2 separate regions of the Triticum aestivum genome follow, and region 1 is linked to region 2. The links are chromatin contacts, called in public Hi-C maps. All regions are on one chromosome and are shown on one strand. The core of a region is the stretch at or near the end of the contact, and the rest is flanking DNA. Distances in the headings are between cores, read along the strand shown. Region 1 has its middle 51 kb from the start of LOC123157166. Region 2 holds the start of LOC123157166 (lysine histidine transporter 1).

Region 1 (4,405 bases), core at 141-2,640, 51 kb before region 2:
CTTGTCGCTCATCTTCGACAAGTCCACGCTCATGATCGCGAGGGCCACCTCCTTCGCTTCGTCGACCGCTGGCGTTGGGGTTGGCATTCCGTCAAACAAGACACGGGGGGCCGGCATGGTGCCCGTGAACGGTGCCCGTGCCTGCTTTCTTAGCATCTCTACGGACGGCCGCCCGTCGCTGCTGGACCCGGGCGTGACGTTGAGGTCGATGACGACCGCGGGGCGCGGTGTGGACGGCGCGGACAAGCCCACCTCCGGCGACCCCGAGAAACGGGTCTGGCCGTCGTGCCTTGGCGGAGGGAAGCCGGGCGACATGGGCGTGGTGCGCGACGTCGGCGACTGGCAGTGCGTAGGCCGGGCGACCGACGAGCCGGTGCTCGCCGGGCCGACGGCCGCTGCAGGGAACCCGGCAGGACGGCCCATGCCAAGCATGAGGATGGCGTGCGCTTTGTTGACGAGGTCTTCCTTCTCGTCGGCAGCGGCCTTGCGCCGCGCGGCCTCCAGCTCCTCGCGTTGGGCGGCTCTCTTGGCCGCGACGGCATTGACCTTGACGACCGCTCTCCGTTCCCTCCTCTTCGCCGATTCCGCGTCCAACTTGGCAATCTCCTCCGGCGTGCACTCCGACCGCGGCTTCCTTGGCGCCTTCTTCTTCACCTTTGCGGGCGGGTCGACGGCCAGGCCGCCGGAACTCGGCGGGGCGTCGGCCATGGACGGGGGAGAGAGGGGGCGGCGGGAGGGACGTGGGAGGGTTTGGGGCAAATGGCGCCAAATGGGCGTGTGGGGGGGTTGGTTTCTCCCACTGACAGGCAGGCCAGGGGAGGACAAGCGCGCACGTTCCGCCCGTCCGCGCGCTGTCCGTTTCACCCCAAAACCGGCGCAAGTTTGAGCTGGGGATGGGTCGAAAGCGGACACAAAGCGGACACAAAGTCCGTTTGCGCCCGCACGCTAGGCCGTCTTGTTTGTCCCTTTTACCCCAAACGGACGGGAGCAGACAGGATAGGGTCGCGCGGTGGAGTTGGTCTTAGTGATTAGGCGGACCGCCTGCACGTTTGTGGTCGGTTTGGGCCACCGGACTGCAGACCTGCCGAGTGTCCACGTTCGACTGGATAAGGTGATCTTTTTTGAGCTGAAGGTGTACGGGGCGTCACATGCTCCCGTTTTTGCTGCACAAGAAGGGCAGCAGCGCGACGTCACTTGATTCTCTCTTCTCTTCTGACAAGTCAACACGAAACGCGTATGCGTGCGCTGGGAGCGGGACCCGCGGCGCCTTCGTTGGACGCACGTAATTGGGTCAAATCGTCAACTCGATCGTCGCCATCAAGCTGATGGATGGCTTGCGGGCTCTTCATTGCTGCAGCATTACGCCAACGGCGTATGGACACATGACAAGTTGACCATGTTGCCTCGTTAATTAACTGAATACACAATGGATTATGTATACACCACGTTATGCTTACGGCTCCCATGCATGCGACAAAATGGGAGAGGAGAGGATGAGAAGGATGCCGAACAAAAATGAAGCTTTATTGACTACTTGATCCTTGCAAAAAGTAGTACTCCCTCCGTCCGGAAATATTTGTCATTAAAATGAATAAAAGGGGATGTATCTAGATGTATCTTAGTTCTACATACATCCCCTTTTGCCCATTTTGATGACAAGTATTTTCGAAGGAAGGGAGTATTGCGGTATTACTTTTCCTGCGGCTGCGGGAAAGAAGCACTCGGTACGATGAATCAGCGACGCAGCATATGGACATGGGCATAGTGGGATGTTGGGTTTCATATCAGTCCGTGCGACGAGGAGCTCAATTCGGAACCAGAAACAAGGGATTTGACAGTGAAGCGCACGCAGGCGGAGGGATCCGCGTGCTGATTTGGTCAGAGCCCTAAGGATGGAGTCAGCAAATGTGTGCCACTCGCCTTTACGGATTTACTATAATATTCAAAGTCAAGTAAACCCCCTCCCTCTCTGCTCGCTGTCAGCAGAAACAACTTCTTCTTCTTCTTCACTGCTTGAGGCCGGAGAACTGCAGATAAATCTGTGAGTGCTACTCTACAAAACTGCGTAGGTGCGAAGCAAATTCAAACTCCTCCGGGTGGTGATCTTTGTTGCCGTAACGATCGCGTACGGATGCAACCGCGGACAATTCTTTTACCATCATTTGCTTGACTCTTGGCGCCTCTCCCTGTTTGCTAGCAACCGTCGTATATATTGTTCCATGCGCTTGTTCTCTTGCGTTTTTGGAGCGGGGTGGGTGTGGATTGATATTCACACGCCAAGTCTTTCAGATATGTACTTGCACCGAGGAATCCTCGTCACCCTTTGAAAGCCACATGCATGCATGTACCGGTTAGAAGTATTTTTCTCGCGGGCGTACATGATAGACCTAGACCAGCGCAAAAACAGACTCAGAAAGAGAGATATTTCGGACCAAGCATAATTTGCTGACAGTGCATATCGAACAAAGAGGAGCCCCTTGTCTGAATAGATTGGTGCCGCCTTGTCAAGTTTTTTGTTCGTTTGGCGAGGGTCGCCCTGTCAAGTTGTGAACAGCTTGAATGAGCGCCTGCCAGTTGCCGCATCATTCACACGAAATTCCCGAAGAATCCGGCTCTCTTTTCTAGCTAGTCTCCGTCACATGGCATGACCTGCTACTGCCAGCTAATCCAAATATATGTATCCTACCACCCCGATAATACAGAGGAATCAGTTGGATGATTTGGCCAGTTAATTAGTCAAGTATTCTTTTCGCGATCAATACTTAAGTGGGCATGCCGGTCGCATCATCACATGTACTCCCTCCGTAAACTAATATAAAAGCGTTTAGAATACTAAAATAGTGATCTAAACGCTCTTATATTAGTTTACAGAGGGAGTAGTTGCTAGCTTGTATTGCATGATTGATCGGTCCACCTCCCAGGTTTATGGGTTGTCAACCAGCTATATATATCTGGGGTCAATTTTGTTAGTAATCAAGTATATTATCTTGTTTATGGAGCACACAAATTAAGTATTCCCCGATCATCTTTTTTATTTGCGTTAAATTAACTAAATGTTGGAGTAGGGTCTTAGGGAAATACCAGGCAACTCATAATAGCACAACCTTTGCAATAAACATAAGAGAGGACTTGTACAGAACGTATAAAGTCCGACATTTCTTACATCAACTATAGCATTGGTGCGATATTCATTGATTTTTACTTTGAGCAGACGCATAATACCTCATCAGCAGATGAATTTGCAGACTATTTGTTGTTGGACAGGCATGCAGGGGGAAGCGATGGTTTTGTGTCGGCGCCCGGGTGGCCAAGGTGCCGAGAAGCGCTTATAGGCATGCCCTAGAGATTAGCTGGTGTTCAACAAACCTTGTTAATAAATCTTGGTATCGTGCTTTGTGTAAAGATTGGTCCTCGATAGATGGATATGCATCTCGGAGTATTTTTAACATATGCTAATTAAGCATGGCTCTTATGATGATCAGTGCATGATGCTGAGGTGACGTGCAGCCGAAAAGGCTACTTTGGCTGGGCGTTCACCCAATTTGCTTCCTCCTTTTCCTTTTTGGAACCCCAGAGTTAGGTAGCTACATTTTTCCAAAATGTTTGGGTCGCAAGGTGAAAGGAATATTTTATCCTCACCGGTTGTTGGCTGTGCATGAATCTAAGTCAGGCCCACCATAGGCGAGGAGGATGGAGAGTGATCTGATTGATCTCCCACTAGGAATCTCACTTTCTGTAGCCTTTTGCATGGATTTATCTGAAGCAGAAAAGGTCGTAGATGGCTAGATGCTAGTAGTATGTGACATTCATTGTACTATGATGATTCAATCTCACAAACAGGGTCACATGATGTTTGATAGTACCCTGCATAATCAGCTGCAAAGTTCAGTACTACAATAGTTTAAACCATTTGGACACGGTATAGCTAAGAGAGATAGACTACAATATAATTACAATTGAATTCCACATTTCCCCTTATTGTAATGTTTTTTTCTTCTGTAAAATCTTCCAATCAATTCATCAACTGTCGTCGCAATATATCCGTGGATTGCAAACCGTCGAAGGATTTGCTTTATGACCAATTCCTAACATTTTAGTCAAGGGTGGATCCAGTAGGGTGTAGGGTGGGGCTAGGCCCTCAATAAGATCTTGGCCCAGCCCATATACCCGCTGAACAAACGGAAAATAAAAATAAAAGGCCCAACCCAACTTCACTTCATCCCCACCCTAGCATTTTGGGCTGGATCCGCCACTGGTTTTAGTTCCTCCTCCAAAAGAGACTCCAGGCTCTACTCCTCCTCCTCCTCCTATCAGCGCCACCATGTCTCCGAAGGCCTTTGAGCTACGGAGGTGCGGAGAACCTCGCCCCCTCTGTCGGTGTCAAAACCGGCGGATCTCGGGTAGG
Region 2 (4,374 bases), core at 1,630-4,129:
GGGGACAAAGCATACCCTCTCCCCCTTGGATGGGTTGGGAGAACTCTCCGCTTGCTCCCCGCCATTATAAGTGGCTAGTCCGGCTCGGACGGGGACCATGTAAGCAGGCGGGAGAAACCCCTGGGTCTGCAACTCTACCAATCAGCTATGAGGAACGGAACACTTCTCCCAATCGCCTGGCTTGGTGCTACGGGAGCGAGAGGAGGAGCCGCGATGACCGGCCATGATGGGATGGATTTTTCCGGGCGCGCTCTGATGGATACTCGCTGGGAGGAGATGGTGCGATTTGGATCTGAGGATCCTTAACTCTTTAAATAGACGATCTACTTGCATGGTCAAGGTGGCAAATGAAAAAAATGCCCCGACTGCTCGCATCCGCTCGACACGTGGAGATATCCATTATTAAAGCACAGAAGCCGAGGAGTGCAACATTAATGGGAAGCCGGACACTGCTCGTTACAACAGGTACTCTGAAGAATTTGGAGAAGAACCCGCCTTGCAATGCCGAAGACAATCTGCGCGCCGGACTCATCGTCATTGAAGCCTGGTTTGGGGGCTACTCAGGGAGTCCTGGATTAAGGGGTCCTCTGACAGTCGGACTATATACTTTGGCCGGACTTTTGGACTATGAAGATACGAGATTGAAGACTTCGTCCCGTGTCCGGATGGGACTCTCCTTTGCGTGGAAGGCAAGCTTGGCAATTCGGATATGTAGATCTCCTTCTTTGTAACCGATCCTGTGTAACCCTAGCCCCCTCCGGTGTCTATATAAACCGGAGGGTTTAGTCCGTAGGACCAGAGCAATCATAATCATAGGCTAGCTTCTAGGGTTTAGCCTCTACGATCTCGTGGTAGATCAACTCTTGTAATACTCATATCATCAAGATCAATCAAGCAGGAAGTAGGGAATTACCTCCATCGAGAGGGCCCGAACCTGGGTAAACATCGTGTCCCCTGCCTCCTGTTACCATTAGCCTTAGACGCACAGTTCGGGACCCCCTACCCGAGATCCGCCGGTTTTGACACCGACACTAGCCCCCACCCCCAGTCGTCTTCCTTGTATGCTCGTGCCGCCTCTAATCCCCTTGATGTTCTACTGCAATCTGCCGCCGGCCGCTGCTCTTCCTTAATCCAGCTCGGCCTGCTAGCTACTTTGTGCTAGCTAGCCCCACCATGTCGTTCATACAAGTGCTCCCCAGTGTATGCCCAACCGGTCCAACCCTTGTACTGCTACTGCTGGGCGCCTTCCCCTGCCTCCCCCTCGCCCATGATTGATGCACCTCGGAAGCCAAAAGTACACTGGGTAATTTCTTTTACCGAGACAGGCATATAACAAATAGCAGATGCAATTGAACTGACATGTTGTATTTGTTGATTTCCAAACTAATGTTGCATGTGTTGATTTATAAATTGATGCACTTGAACAATGAGCTGTAGTGAAAAAGAATCATGTATCCATTAAACATAAATTCTCTCCATATTTATTTCAATTTGATTTGTCGAAAAACAAGATGATGATTTCATCGATGCCCACAACAGGAGTGTCTACAGATATAGGAGGCACGCACGAAGGAACCTGTGGATCAGGTACTCTTTTGTATCCTCATATTAATTTTTGTCATATTTTGTCTATTTTGTCCGATCGTTCAACATCAAGTTTCAGTTCTACTTATATTGTGTATTCGAGCAAATATTTGGATGCTTTAGCATGAGGTATTTCTTGGGTAGGTATAAGACTTTTTCAAGATAGTCCTTTAGTTATATGATTTTAAAAAACTGAGGCTGCAATTTGAAGTTCACCACAGGCCCCCAAATTCCTGGAGACAACCCTGGCAGTAGGTGCACTTTCAAGCACGCCCACAGTGAAATTTCCAACCGAATTGCAGTGTGGAATCTGCTCCCTCGGAGCAATGCATATGTAGCAAGTAATTATGCCGGATTCCACGAGACAAAAAAAAGCGGGAATATGATTCTTGCACCGTGCTGCGTATCATAGCTAGGGCTCGCATGGAGAAGGACAAACCCAATGTGTATATATGTTTCGCCCCCCTTGTTGTATCGTTATCGTTAGAGACAACAAGTAGGCGTGATGGATTTAACCAAGCGTCCACGGGCACCCACTCAAACAAATCGTTTTCTAGGAGTAGTAATAAAAGGAAAAGAATGAACCGAATCAATGGCAAGAAGCCGGCCATGGCCGTGCATTTCATGGGCACGTCTCCCTCAAACAGCTCGATCGAATTGTTTTGTTTAATCCCGCGCCTACATACATACGCGTACAGCTGGGCATCGAACTCCCCTGCTAGCCAGCCACAGCTGCCAGTGTATGTGCTCGTGCAGTCCAAATGGCGCCAGATGCACCGATGGAGGTGAAAAGAAAATGTAGACGAATCAGGCCTTTGCGATATGTTTCTCTCTTGTAAACTTACACGCTGCGCCAAATGGGGAGCCCGTCGAATGTGAATTACTGCATGAACTGCGCTGGTCCTGGACATCACGAGGAGGAGGAGGAGTATTTTGGATCGTCAAAAAACAAGAATCTGTCGTGTTTTGATGGACCTTGGAGCACCCCTAGTGCTCTGCCGCTTCATGTCACGAGCCCCCGTCTTTCCCAAAGCCCCCGTTCCTTGGTTTTCATGTGCCATTTTCCTCAAGCTTATTTGTCTGCGTGACGAAAAAAAAAAGAAGTAAAGCCGACCGAGCGGAGCCTGACTGACTCATGTAGGCCGTAGAAGCCAGATCTGACGGACAGGGCGTCGCGCTCGGCGCAGCCAGCCGCACAGAGGGCCCGGATTGCTGCTGCCGCGCTGGAGTCAACGGTCAACCTGGCGCGATATCTGCGCCCGCGCGTTCACAGCCTACTCCGCGCGCTCCCTGCTCTGCTCTTGCTCTGCTCTATAAAGAACAGACCAGTCCGACGCTCTTTATATCTCTTTCGCTCTCTCTCTCTCTCTCTCTCTCTCTCTCTGCACATCCTCCTCTCACACATCCCCCTCTGTTCTGTTTACTCTCCATTGCTCAAGACAAGGCCCGGCCGGCAGAACATGGGGACGCAGGCAGCGGAGAACTTCGAACCGCCGGCCAAGGTACGTGCTCCCTGCTGAGCAATTAATCTCTCTCCCTCTCCCCCTCTCGCTGTTAAGAAAATTACAGTCACAAATCATCTTGTTAATCAACCGAAAAGAAGATACCCAGTAAAAGGTTTAGATAGATGGAAAGAGAGAGAATCAAGAATCTGAGTTGGTGCGAGAAGCATGGAGCCAGCTTCAGAGTCAGAGGTGGACATGACGTGAAATGGACAAACCCGGACGAAAAGGCGGGGGGCAAAAAGCGGCTTCTTGGATGCGTTTCCATGGGGGAGGAATGGAGGATCCCCTTCCGTCTCCCCTCCGGCAGCTAGTGGCACACCCACCAGCCAAAACACCATCCGGATGGATGGCCCCGCCGAGCCAGTTCGTAGCTACACCGGTACCCTACCAGTTCGTCTTCCGCACGTGAAAACAAAACCCGCCTTCCTTCCTCGCACCTTCACACTCTTGATTTCTCTTGCTACTAGTACTACTTTTTGCCTCGGCTCCTCTTTTCTCGCTCTCTAGAAGATGCAGCAATTAAATAAAAGTATCTACGTATCATGCCCGTCATACGGTCCGTGTGATTTGCGTTGCTTTGCATTAACCGCCGAATTCTGCCTTCTCTCCCCAGCTCTCTGAAAATTCCTTCTGGCCTCTGGACTGCCTGCCCTTGTGCTCTAATTTTGACTCGGCTAGAGCAAAATTCGACTCACACATCACATGAAAACAAAAATATGAACGAAAAGTCTCTTGTTGTCTCTGTCCCATGGTCCGCACGCCTTCTCTTGACTATGAAATATGAACGATCGCCTCTACTTTTCACTACTTTGTCTTGTCCTATGCTTCGGATTAGCGTCCACAATTTGCAGTTTACAAGAATTTCCATGTCGCAATTTGCACTTGATGATCCTTGGAGCCTAAAATGACCCATCAAGGCCCCCCCTACCTGTTCATTACCACCGTGAAATTTCATTGAGAGAATATTACCGTACATGCTCAATCAAGACGCCTGTTTCAAAGTACTCCCTCCGTTCCTAAATATCGGTCTTTCTAGAGATTTCAACAAGTGACTACATAGGAAGCAAAATGAGTGAATCTACACTCTAAAATATGTCTATACACATCCGTATGTAGTGGTCTATTTGAAATCTCTAAAAAGACTTATATTTAAAAATGAAGGGAGTATAAAACATTTTTGCAGTTTATAATATTTAAGAACAGAGGGTGTATTCTGGGAAGATATAAATATATTTTTCAAATACAAATATAAATATATTTTTCAAAAAGGAAGATTAAACCTCGG

What was found. A called contact is a pair of places that touch in the nucleus more often than the background predicts.
Region 1: a contact with region 2 is called in a Hi-C map of leaf, with 3 times the contacts expected there. The contact joins the enhancer-like site here to the promoter of LOC123157166 in region 2. A contact is called at or near these places in 3 of 5 Hi-C or Micro-C datasets (all in leaf) and 1 of 1 datasets of contacts at active chromatin or transcription factors (leaf).

The regions. Positions count from the first base shown.
Region 1 is chr7B:393,205,141-393,209,545 of IWGSC CS RefSeq v2.1, reverse strand. No RefSeq gene overlaps it. Among protein-coding and RNA genes, the nearest start is that of LOC123157166, 51 kb to the right of the region's middle. Within about 2 kb of position 1,390, at least 4 of the 8 cell types and tissues checked have an H3K27ac peak or open chromatin away from gene starts, as enhancers often do. A contact at or near this core is called in leaf, where this site is marked.
Region 2 is chr7B:393,155,295-393,159,668 of IWGSC CS RefSeq v2.1, reverse strand. It overlaps LOC123157166 (lysine histidine transporter 1), which reads left to right and starts at 2,879. Exons shown (of 7, transcript XM_044575412.1): 1 at 2,879-3,086. The coding sequence starts at 3,045.